2 separate regions of the Mus musculus genome follow, and region 1 is linked to region 2. A link is a contact called in public Micro-C data. All regions are on one chromosome and are shown on one strand. The core of a region is the stretch at or near the end of the contact, and the rest is flanking DNA. Distances in the headings are between cores, read along the strand shown. Region 1 overlaps Arhgap32 (Rho GTPase activating protein 32). Region 2 overlaps Arhgap32 (Rho GTPase activating protein 32).

The links. Hi-C and Micro-C count contacts between places; a contact is called where the count stands out from the background.
Region 1: a Micro-C map of embryonic stem cells shows a contact between it and region 2, with 2.3 times the contacts expected there. The contact joins two enhancer-like sites. A contact is called at or near these places in 9 of 484 Hi-C or Micro-C datasets (the Patski cell line, cortical neurons, differentiating embryonic stem cells and 5 more).

What each region holds. Positions count from the first base shown.
Region 1 is chr9:32,255,155-32,259,823 of GRCm38.p6, forward strand. Arhgap32 (Rho GTPase activating protein 32) reads left to right here. Exons shown (of 23, transcript NM_001370958.1): 21 at 20-904; 22 at 1,559-2,544; 23 at 3,748-4,669. Among named protein-coding and RNA genes, the nearest start is that of Kcnj5, 87 kb to the right of the region's middle. Within about 2 kb of position 2,902, at least 17 of the 459 cell types and tissues checked have an H3K27ac peak or open chromatin away from gene starts, as enhancers often do. A contact at or near this core is called in embryonic stem cells, where this site is marked.
Region 2 is chr9:32,184,104-32,188,874 of GRCm38.p6, forward strand. Arhgap32 (Rho GTPase activating protein 32) reads left to right here. Exons shown (of 23, transcript NM_001370958.1): 8 at 2,226-2,318; 9 at 3,531-3,653. Among named protein-coding and RNA genes, the nearest start is that of Arhgap32, 150 kb to the left of the region's middle. Within about 2 kb of position 2,563, at least 17 of the 459 cell types and tissues checked have an H3K27ac peak or open chromatin away from gene starts, as enhancers often do. A contact at or near this core is called in embryonic stem cells, where this site is marked.

The DNA of each region.
Region 1 (4,669 bases), core at 1,652-4,151, 71 kb after region 2:
TGCTGTCCATTTTTACCAGGTGATTCCAAGTTGTTCCGACCTAGAAGACCCAGATCCAGCAGCGATGCGCTCTCTGCCTCTTTCAATGGCGACGTGCTGGGGAACCGGTGCAATTCCTATGACAATCTGCCCCACGACAACGAGAGTGAAGAGGAAGTGGGGCTGCTCCACATTCCAGCTCTTGTGTCTCCTCATTCGGCTGAGGATGTTGACTTGAGTCCACCAGACATCGGAGTGGCCAGTCTGGACTTTGATCCCATGTCATTTCAATGTAGTCCTCCAAAAGCTGAGTCAGAGTGTCTGGAGAGTGGTGCTTCCTTTCTGGATTCATTAGGTTATACCAGGGATAAACTGAGTCCCAGTAAGAAGGATGCAGAAGCAGGTGGTAGCCAGTCACAGACTCCAGGAAGCACCGCAAGTTCCGAACCTGTATCTCCAGTCCAGGAGAAACTGAGTCCGTTTTTCACCCTGGACTTGAGCCCCACTGACGACAAGTCTTCTAAGCCATCTTCATTTACAGAAAAGGTTGTTTATGCTTTCTCTCCGAAGATTGGGCGGAAGCTAAGCAAATCTCCTTCCATGAACATATCTGAGCCTATTTCAGTGACTCTCCCACCTCGGGTATCAGAAGTCATCGGTACGGTCTCCAATACTGTAGCTCAGAATGCATCACCTACATCTTGGGACAAAAGTGTGGAAGAAAGAGATGTCATAAATAGATCCCCCACCCAGCTGCAGCTAGGAAAGATGAAAGCAGGTGAGAGAGAGGCACAGGAGACCTGTGAACCAGAAGCACAGCCCCTGGAACAGGGGGCAGCTGAAGAAGTAGAGTTGCCAGGGACAGAGGAGCGGCCTGTCCTGAGCAGTCAGAGCAAGGCTGTACCGTCTGGACAGAGTCAGACAGGTACTGTTTGTTCTCCTCCGTTCCTTCTCTAAGCTAAAAGGGGTCTTCCGTCCTGTGTGCCATCTGTGCCTTTTAAGAGAGCCTTCTCCACAGCTAGGCTAGAATCAAAGAATGTTTTTCTGAATGGTGCTGAGGGCTCAAAGCCCTAAACTAAAATGAAGCAAACAAAACTCCCCAAAGGGCCCATGGTCCTGCTGCGAGCCTTCACAAAGGACCCCTTAAGTCTCTGGACAGTCAGGATTCATGGATAATTTTTGCACAACTGTGTAGCTCTTGATTCTGTTTTCTCTTCTAATGCATATTCTATTCTAGCCTTACAAGTTGACAAGCCAGTGTAGCAGTACCATCACAGTCTGAGCACTGGAAGCTTGTGCTCTAAGTGACCTTTTCTAAGTCAGTGGAGGCCTGCTTCCCTCCACCCTCTGTAGCAGTTCAAGAGGACTGGCAGCCTTTAACACTGTGGTAGTTTCCCTTTCAACCAGATGTGGTTTCAGCAGCATTTGCATGTGGGATAGAAGATCATGGATTGCAATTTTGAAATATGGAAGGCATATTTTTATGTTTTTAGTGATCACATGGGGAGTGTTTGGCTTTCCGTATAGGGTAACATAAGCTACCTTTTCATTCTAATTTTTTTTCCCAATTTCCCACTAGGAGCAGTTACCCATGACCCCCCTCAGGATCCCGTTCCTGTCAGTTCAGTCTCTCTTATCCCACCACCACCGCCTCCGAAAAATGTCGCCCGAATGTTGGCACTAGCGTTAGCTGAGTCTGCACAGCAAGCCTCAAGTCAGACACTGAAGAGACCAGGGGCTTCCCAGGCTGGGTGCACTAGTTATGGAGACACGGCAGTCGTTCCATCTGAAGAGAAGCTGCCTAGTTCCTACTCTAGCCTTACTCTAGATAAAACCTGTTTCCAAACGGACCGGCCAGCAGAGCAGTTCCACCCGCAGATCAATGGACTCGGAAACTGTAACCAGCCTCTCCCTGAGGCAGCAGCTATGGGAGGTCCCACCCAGTCCAACACAACTGACTCTGGGGAGCAACTCCACCAAGTAGACTTAATAGGGAATTCGCTACATCGAAACCATATATCTGGGGATCCAGAAAAGGCTAGAAGCACTTCAGCTCCCTTAACAGACTCAGAGAAGTCTGATGATCATGGAAGTTTCCCTGAAGACCACGCTGGGAAGAGCAGCGTGTCCACTGTCTCCTTTTTGGAGCAGGACCAGTCTCCACTCCATTTCTCCTGTGGAGATCAGCCCCTCTCTTACCTTGGTACCAGTGTGGATAAACCCCACCATTCCTCAGAACTTACAGACAAATCTCCCATGCCTTCTACTTTGCCTAGGGACAAAGCCCACCACCCTCTCTCTGGGTCCCCTGAAGAGAATTCCAGCACAGCCACCATGGCTTACATGATGGCAACTCCAGCAAGAGCGGAACCGAGCAACAGCGAGGCCAGCAGGGTCCTGGCTGAGCAGCCCTCGGCTGCTGATTTTGTGGCTGCCACCCTTCAGCGCACGCACAGAACTAATCGGCCCCTCCCTCCACCTCCTTCCCAGAGGCCTGCAGAGCAGCCACCAGTTGTGGGGCAGGTACAAGAAGCACCAAGTATAGGATTAAATAATTCCCACAAGGTAAGCTAGAGAGGAAGTCAGTGAAGTAGTATACTTTTCCCAAGGTATGCCATTCGGTAGGATGTATTATCTTTTAGTCAGATGCGTGTCAGTCAGGTGGCAGATTTCCATGGAATCTGCCATTTGAAGCAGGCGGTCTCTGCCTGTGCCTGGCTATTGGCTTTGTGTAATGACAGAGCAGCCCCTGGTGACTGCAGCTTAACTATCCTTGCTGCTTCTCCTTCCTTCCTGAAGCACTGAGCTCTTTCACGGGGACACACTGACAGAATGAGGCAGAGGGAGCCCAGGGCTGCAGTAGTGATTGTCTTTTCCAGCTGCCTCACTGTTCAGGTGACTGAGAGTGAGTCATGTGACCACCTTGTGACTACCCAACCCTTGATGTCTGTATTGAAGGTACTTCATCTCCAGGGCTTTCAGAGGTCTAAGGAGTGATGATATCTGGAGTTCTTGTTATTTCCCTGCTGTGAGCAGCTGTGTTGCATAGTTCAAATGCCTGCGTTGGGGGGGTGGGAGTGCTAGATACAGAGTGCCAAAGAGTTTTCCTAATTCCTACAGGTTTTGTGGTAACCTTAACCAAAAGGAGTTAAAATTCTGGCCCTTCCTGGAGGGTACTAGCTGTAGAACTTACCTCTCAGGGACAACATATTTTATCTGTGGGCCCACTGACAGGATGGACAAAACGCAGAGGCAGTAAGCCCTCACATGCTGCCACTGCAGACAAGTCACTTTGAAACTCTTCCCTGTATCTGGAAGTTTAAAACTGCTTGCTACATGGAACTGAGTCACTCTGAAACTCCTGCCAGCTGATAAAATCAGCTGCTTTCATTAAATAAAATCTTCTTGGTGCTGAGACCAATAGGTAGGATGTTTATTTTTTTTAGGCCCAGCACTGGTTTTTTTGCCTAATCCTGTCATTGGTTCTGCACATTAAGATACCATTGTAGGCAGTCTCTCTTCACATTTCAACCCTAGCAGGAGTTAGCAAACACTACACATGTCTCCATAGGTAATAGCGTACTGTGTAGACACACACATACTCTTTTTTGGGGGGCTATGGGTCAGGTTCAGTGTAACTGAAGAGCTTGGACAAAGTTTGAGCTGTCACCCAAATAGCCTGGGTTTGCCCCTTATAAATGTATTAGCATTTAGCTTTGAGGGGTTGGTGTTAAACAACAGACTCTTAACATCGCTGTCTTCCCACAGGTCCAGGGAACGGCTCCAGCTCCCGAGAGGCCACCTGAGTCTCGGGCCATGGGTGACCCCGCACCCATCTTCCTCAGTGATGGCACTGCTGCTGCCCAGTGTCCCATGGGCGCCTCTGCTCCTCAGCCTGGACTGCCTGAGAAGGTTCGGGAAAGCAGCAGGGCTCCACCACTCCACTTACGTGCTGAGTCTTTTCCTGGCCATTCCTGTGGCTTTGCTGCCCCAGTTCCCCCAACACGGACAATGGAGAGCAAGATGGCTGCTGCCTTGCACTCCAGCGCTGCAGATGCCACCAGCAGTTCAAATTACCACTCCTTTGTCCCTTCGTCAGCCTCAGTGGATGATGTGATGCCCGTGCCACTCCCCGTCTCACAGCCTAAGCATGCTTCTCAGAAGATAGCCTATTCCTCCTTTGCTAGGCCTGATGTCACCGCAGAGCCCTTTGGTCCAGAAAACTGTTTGCATTTCAATATGACTCCAAACTGCCAGTTTCGCCCCCAGAGTGTTCCTCCACACCACAATAAGTTGGAGCCACATCAGGTATATGGTGCCCGGTCAGAGCCACCAGCCTCCATGGGTCCTCGTTATAACACCTATGTGGCGCCGGGAAGAAACATGTCTGGACACCACTCCAAGCCGTGTAGTCGGGTTGAGTATGTCTCTTCTCTGGGCTCCTCGGTTAGGAATCCTTGTTGCCCTGAAGACATTCTACCTTACCCTACCATCCGGAGGGTACAGTCCCTCCATGCACCCCCACCTTCCATGATCCGCTCTGTTCCCATTTCACGGACAGAAGTTCCCCCAGATGATGAACCAGCCTACTGCCCAAGACCAGTCTACCAGTATAAGCCATACCAGTCCTCCCAGGCCCGCTCAGACTATCACGTAACTCAGCTTCAGCCTTACTTTGAGAATGGACGGG
Region 2 (4,771 bases), core at 1,313-3,812:
TGACTACTGCCCACTGCCCCCCAAGCCCCCCAAGTTCTGTAATCAATGTCAAAAGCTCTGCCCTCACTCATGGTATTCACATAAATATTTAGAAGGCAATTTGACAGATGTCCTGACTATTTGGCAAAATAGCCACAACACATTCTATCTCAGGGCCAGAGACTTTCTAAGCCATGTGTGGACTTTTGACACAGGATTGCTCTACCACACACAAAATTCTCTCCTGTGGAGAGCACATCAAATCTAATCAAAAAGTGCCTAGTTATTCCATAATATCTGTTTCACTATTGAACTAATGGGCACCACTTACATGGAATGTTGGTATTGTTTCATGTAAAGACCAGCTCTGAATAAGACCAGTAATATCTTTTCTCCATTAATCTCACACACCACCCCAGGCCTGTGTAGCACTTTCCAGCACTTATGAAAGTTAGCCAATAAGGAAGAGAGTTCCTGGTTGGTTTCAAATTGGTTTATACATGTCAGCCCCCACTGTTCAGCAGCTTCCATGGGCTGACTCTGTGGAAGCTCTTCCTAGGTAGTTGCCTTCCACGGTTAGAAACTCCATTGGCTTTTGGAGCTTAGGCTCAGTTTTTCTTTTTTTCTCCCTCCCTCCCTCCCTCCCTCCGTCTTTCTTTCTTTCTTTCTTTCTTTCTTTCTTTCTTTCTTTCTTTCTTTCTTTCTTTCTTTCTTTCTTTCTTTCTTTCTTTCCCTCTTTCTTTCTTTCTTTCTTTCTTTCTTTCTTTCTTTCTTTCTTTCCACAACAGGGTTTCTCTATGTAGCCCTGGCTGTCCTGGAACTCACTTTGTAGACCAGGCTGGCCTCGAACTCAGAAATCTACCTGCCTCTGCCTCCCGAGGTCTGGGATTAAAGGCGTGCATGTGCCTCCGCCACCTGACAGGCTCAATTTGTCTAAAGAATGGCATTTTCACAGTTAGTACCTTTGGTGAGTGGGATCTTGCCCTCAGGGTAGTTTGCTACTGTATATCCGGAGCAGGAAGTTTCTCTTTAAAGGGTGCTAATTCCTTATCAGTTATAGACCTTCATCATTCATACTCCCATGGCTCAAGCTTTAAGCTTGCTCACACAGCCTGCCTTGGGAAACCACCTCTTGTAATGTCTTTGTTCTCTACTTGTTACTGCCTGACACTGTAGATCTGAATGAGATCCGTGAGCAAGAATCACAATGTAGCCTTACAGTTGGCTTGCCGTCATATTTCCTCGGCCCATGGAAGAGACTGTTGCTTTTGAAGTCAGCCCTGGGCTTTTGAGAGGCAGAACACAGCTGGACTCTATGCAGGAATATCATCCAAATGGCTTCGAGGCCAGTTCTCACAGGCTCGCTGAAACCTTGGGCTGGGCTTTCAGTTTACAAACAACAGCACCACACACACACACTCACACACACACACACACACTCACACACACGGAGAAAGGAACTATTGTGGCTTACATTTACAGAGAGATTTTGTTCATCGTGGCGGGAAGTGTAAGGCATCAGAAAGGAAAGCAGGGAGCCAGCAACAGCAGCTTGTTCCTCCACATTGCCTTTGAACTCAGGAAGAGGAGGGTGGGCAGGCATAAAGACTTGGTTCTGTGTCATGGTTCCTGCTCAGATTGTCATGTCACACTGTGGCGTAGGATCACAGGAATTAGTCCACTCCTGTGCAGCTATATGCATGGAGATTACAGCCAAAGGCAGTAAAGGGAAGCAAGGGAAAATTTGGCAGAAAAGCCACAGATGTGTCTTTTAATAAACACATTTTGTATTTTCAGTACAAAGGTACAAAACGAAAGTCCTGAAATTAGAAGCTGTAGAATACGGCCTCATACGATGAGGTATTAAAAGCTAAAATCCCCACATTAGGCAGTAGCTGAATTCCTCTGTGAAAAGTGCCATCATTTCAGAGGTAATCTTCCATACCCTCAGTGATGAGGTCTCTAGAGCTATTATTATTATTATTATTATTATTATTATTATTATTTGGTGTTGGCGATGGGGGGTCTCACTTTACAGTTCTGGTTAAACTGGGATCCTCCTGCCCTTGCCTCCTGACTGTTGGGATTAAAGGTGTTTGCCACTATCTCTACCTGATGTAATTATTAAGTGCCTAAGGATCTCTAGGTTTCTTTTTTTCCCTCTTAGAAAAAAACCAATCTATATGAGACTTTGTAAAGCAAAGAGTTGCTCTTCCCTCTGGTTATGGTGAGTCTCTCTTTTTCAGTCGGTTACTCAGATGCTTACAGCTTACCTGTCACGCCTTTCAACTATCGCTGGCAACAAGATCAACTGTGGGCCTGCCCTTACCTGGATGGAGGTATCTGTCTGATCAGCTCTGATGAAATCTTATTCTAAAATTATTTGCTTAAGGCATTTATTAGTAATTTGATTATAGATGAGTTTCACAAATAAAGAAACAAAGAATGTACTCATAATCCAGGAGGATTGGTAACTGATATTTTTAATTTTAACCTGAATGCGTATGGGTGTTTTACCTCCATGAATGTCTGTGTGCTCTTTATGTGCCTGCTGCCCCAAATGGCCACAAGAGGGCTTCAGATGCCCTGGACCTGAAGTTATACATGGTATGAGCCACCCTGTGGCTCTGGGAATCAGTTCTTCTAAGAGCAGCCACTGCTCTTAAATGCTGAGTCATCTCTCCAGAGTGACTGGATTTTTGGATAGAAAATCTTTCTCTTTATTTTTCAAAAAAATAATTTTATCATCTCTATAAATCTGGAGATTGTTAGACATTGTTATACCTATTGTTATACATATACAGCGTAAGCTACTTGTTTTTTCATTTGCTTAATAATTGAAAATATTTTTTAGTAATTTATGAGCCAATAAACCACCCTTTTAAAGGTACCAATTTGAGAATGCCTCAGGATATTTATTGTTAATTTGTGTATGTTAACTTGTGTATGTTAATTTGGGGATGTAAAGAATTATATATATTCTTTTCTCCCAGTAAAAGTTGAGACACTGCCAAGAGGGTAAGAGGAGCCAGGTCTACTTGCACTAAGACCATGACTTTGCCATTATTGCTTGAGTGATCTTAGTAAAGTAATTTAATTTCTCTAAAATTACATAACTTTCTCCAGGTTGTCTTCTTTACCTTTAGGTAAAGGTAATGATAGCACATTTTGGGATTATGAGAGTTAAATTAAGTCGTATACATTATATGCACAGCATACTTACTGCCCTATATTAGCTACCTAATAAGTGATAGGGTTTTAAAGGGTTTTGCTACATTTTGGGGGTGGGGCATGTTAGAGCCCATGTGGATGTTAGAAGACAACTTTTAGCAGTTGCTTCTCTCCTTTAACTAGGTGGGTCCAAAGGGATCCGGCTTACCTCATCAGGCTTGTTGCATTTGTTTACCTGCTGAGCTGTCTTGCTGTTCCCAAAAATGACAGTTTATTTTAAAAGACTTTTGGGGCTTACCACCTGTCTAAATTGAGTTTTTATTTGTGGATAGACAGATCCGTGTCTTTGGACACTCCATGGTGCTTGATTTTTATTGTAGATCGACAATAAGGGAAACCATCTTCTAGTTCACGAGGAGTCGTCCATCAACACTCCTGCTGTCGGTGCTGCCCATGTTATCAAGCGCTACACCGCTCGGGCCCCTGATGAACTGACATTAGAGGTAAGCAGTTAGGCAGGCCTCACTGTTCTCTGGCCCTGCTACCTGTATAACCTGTCTCTAGCTGTTTTAAGAATTTATGTATTTAAAAAATAAATACAAGAGAGAGTAATGGAGGATGATTATGATCAGAGGGCACGGTATACATGCATGAAAATACAATGAAACCCAACAGTTTGTGCAGCCAGCACATGCTAATAAAAACTGAAAGACGAAGTAGAATGTTTAGATCAAAGTGTTTATCATGGGGATGGATGCAGAGTTTGAGCCTGCTGAGGGCTGAGGCATGTCTCTGATTTTCATGTTTATTCTCTGCATTTGTGAATGTTCTCGGTACAGTAAGTAACCAGTAAATGTGTGTTGACTGAGCAAATAAAAGAACAACAGTGCAACAGTTTTACGACGTCAAATGAGGACTGTTCTCAAACCAATTAGTGAAATGAGTGTAAGCATAAAACGACAGATGTCTGTACATGGACTGTAGTAGTAATAGTAATAGTAGCTGTAGCAGTAGCAATAGTAGTGCCCCCTCAGACACAGTCCCATCATTACAGCCATTGGCATTTTCCTTTCTTTCTTTTGATTCTTACTATGGAATTTTTTTGTACTGAAAAGTTACAATTTGTCATTAAATAAATCTCTGTTAAGACATTAATTTTAATGTCAGGCATTGTGGCTCATGCTTTTGGTCCCAGCAGTTGGGAGACAGACAGGCAGGTCTCTGAGTTTGAGGCCAGCATATCTATGTAGTGAATTCCAGGACATTTAGGACTACTTAGTCATACCTTCTACACTGATAGATAGATAGATAGATAGATAGATAGATAGATAGATAGAAAGAAATTCATGTTGAAATGCTTCATTATAAAGTATCAAATTATTAAACATTTAAAAACAGAGGAAAATAAAAAACCATAGTTTCATCATTTCAGTACTTAATAATTTCTTTTTAAGTTTAATTCTTTTTAAATATTTTTATTTATTTTAAAGACTCTGAGAATTTCACACATGTCTACAGAGATACTAATCCTATCCATTTCTTCCCTTTGCCTCCTCTGCAGTCCTCCCCAACACTCCTCCTCAGTGATGCCATGTTCTCTTTCGTAGAACCCGGTTAGGTC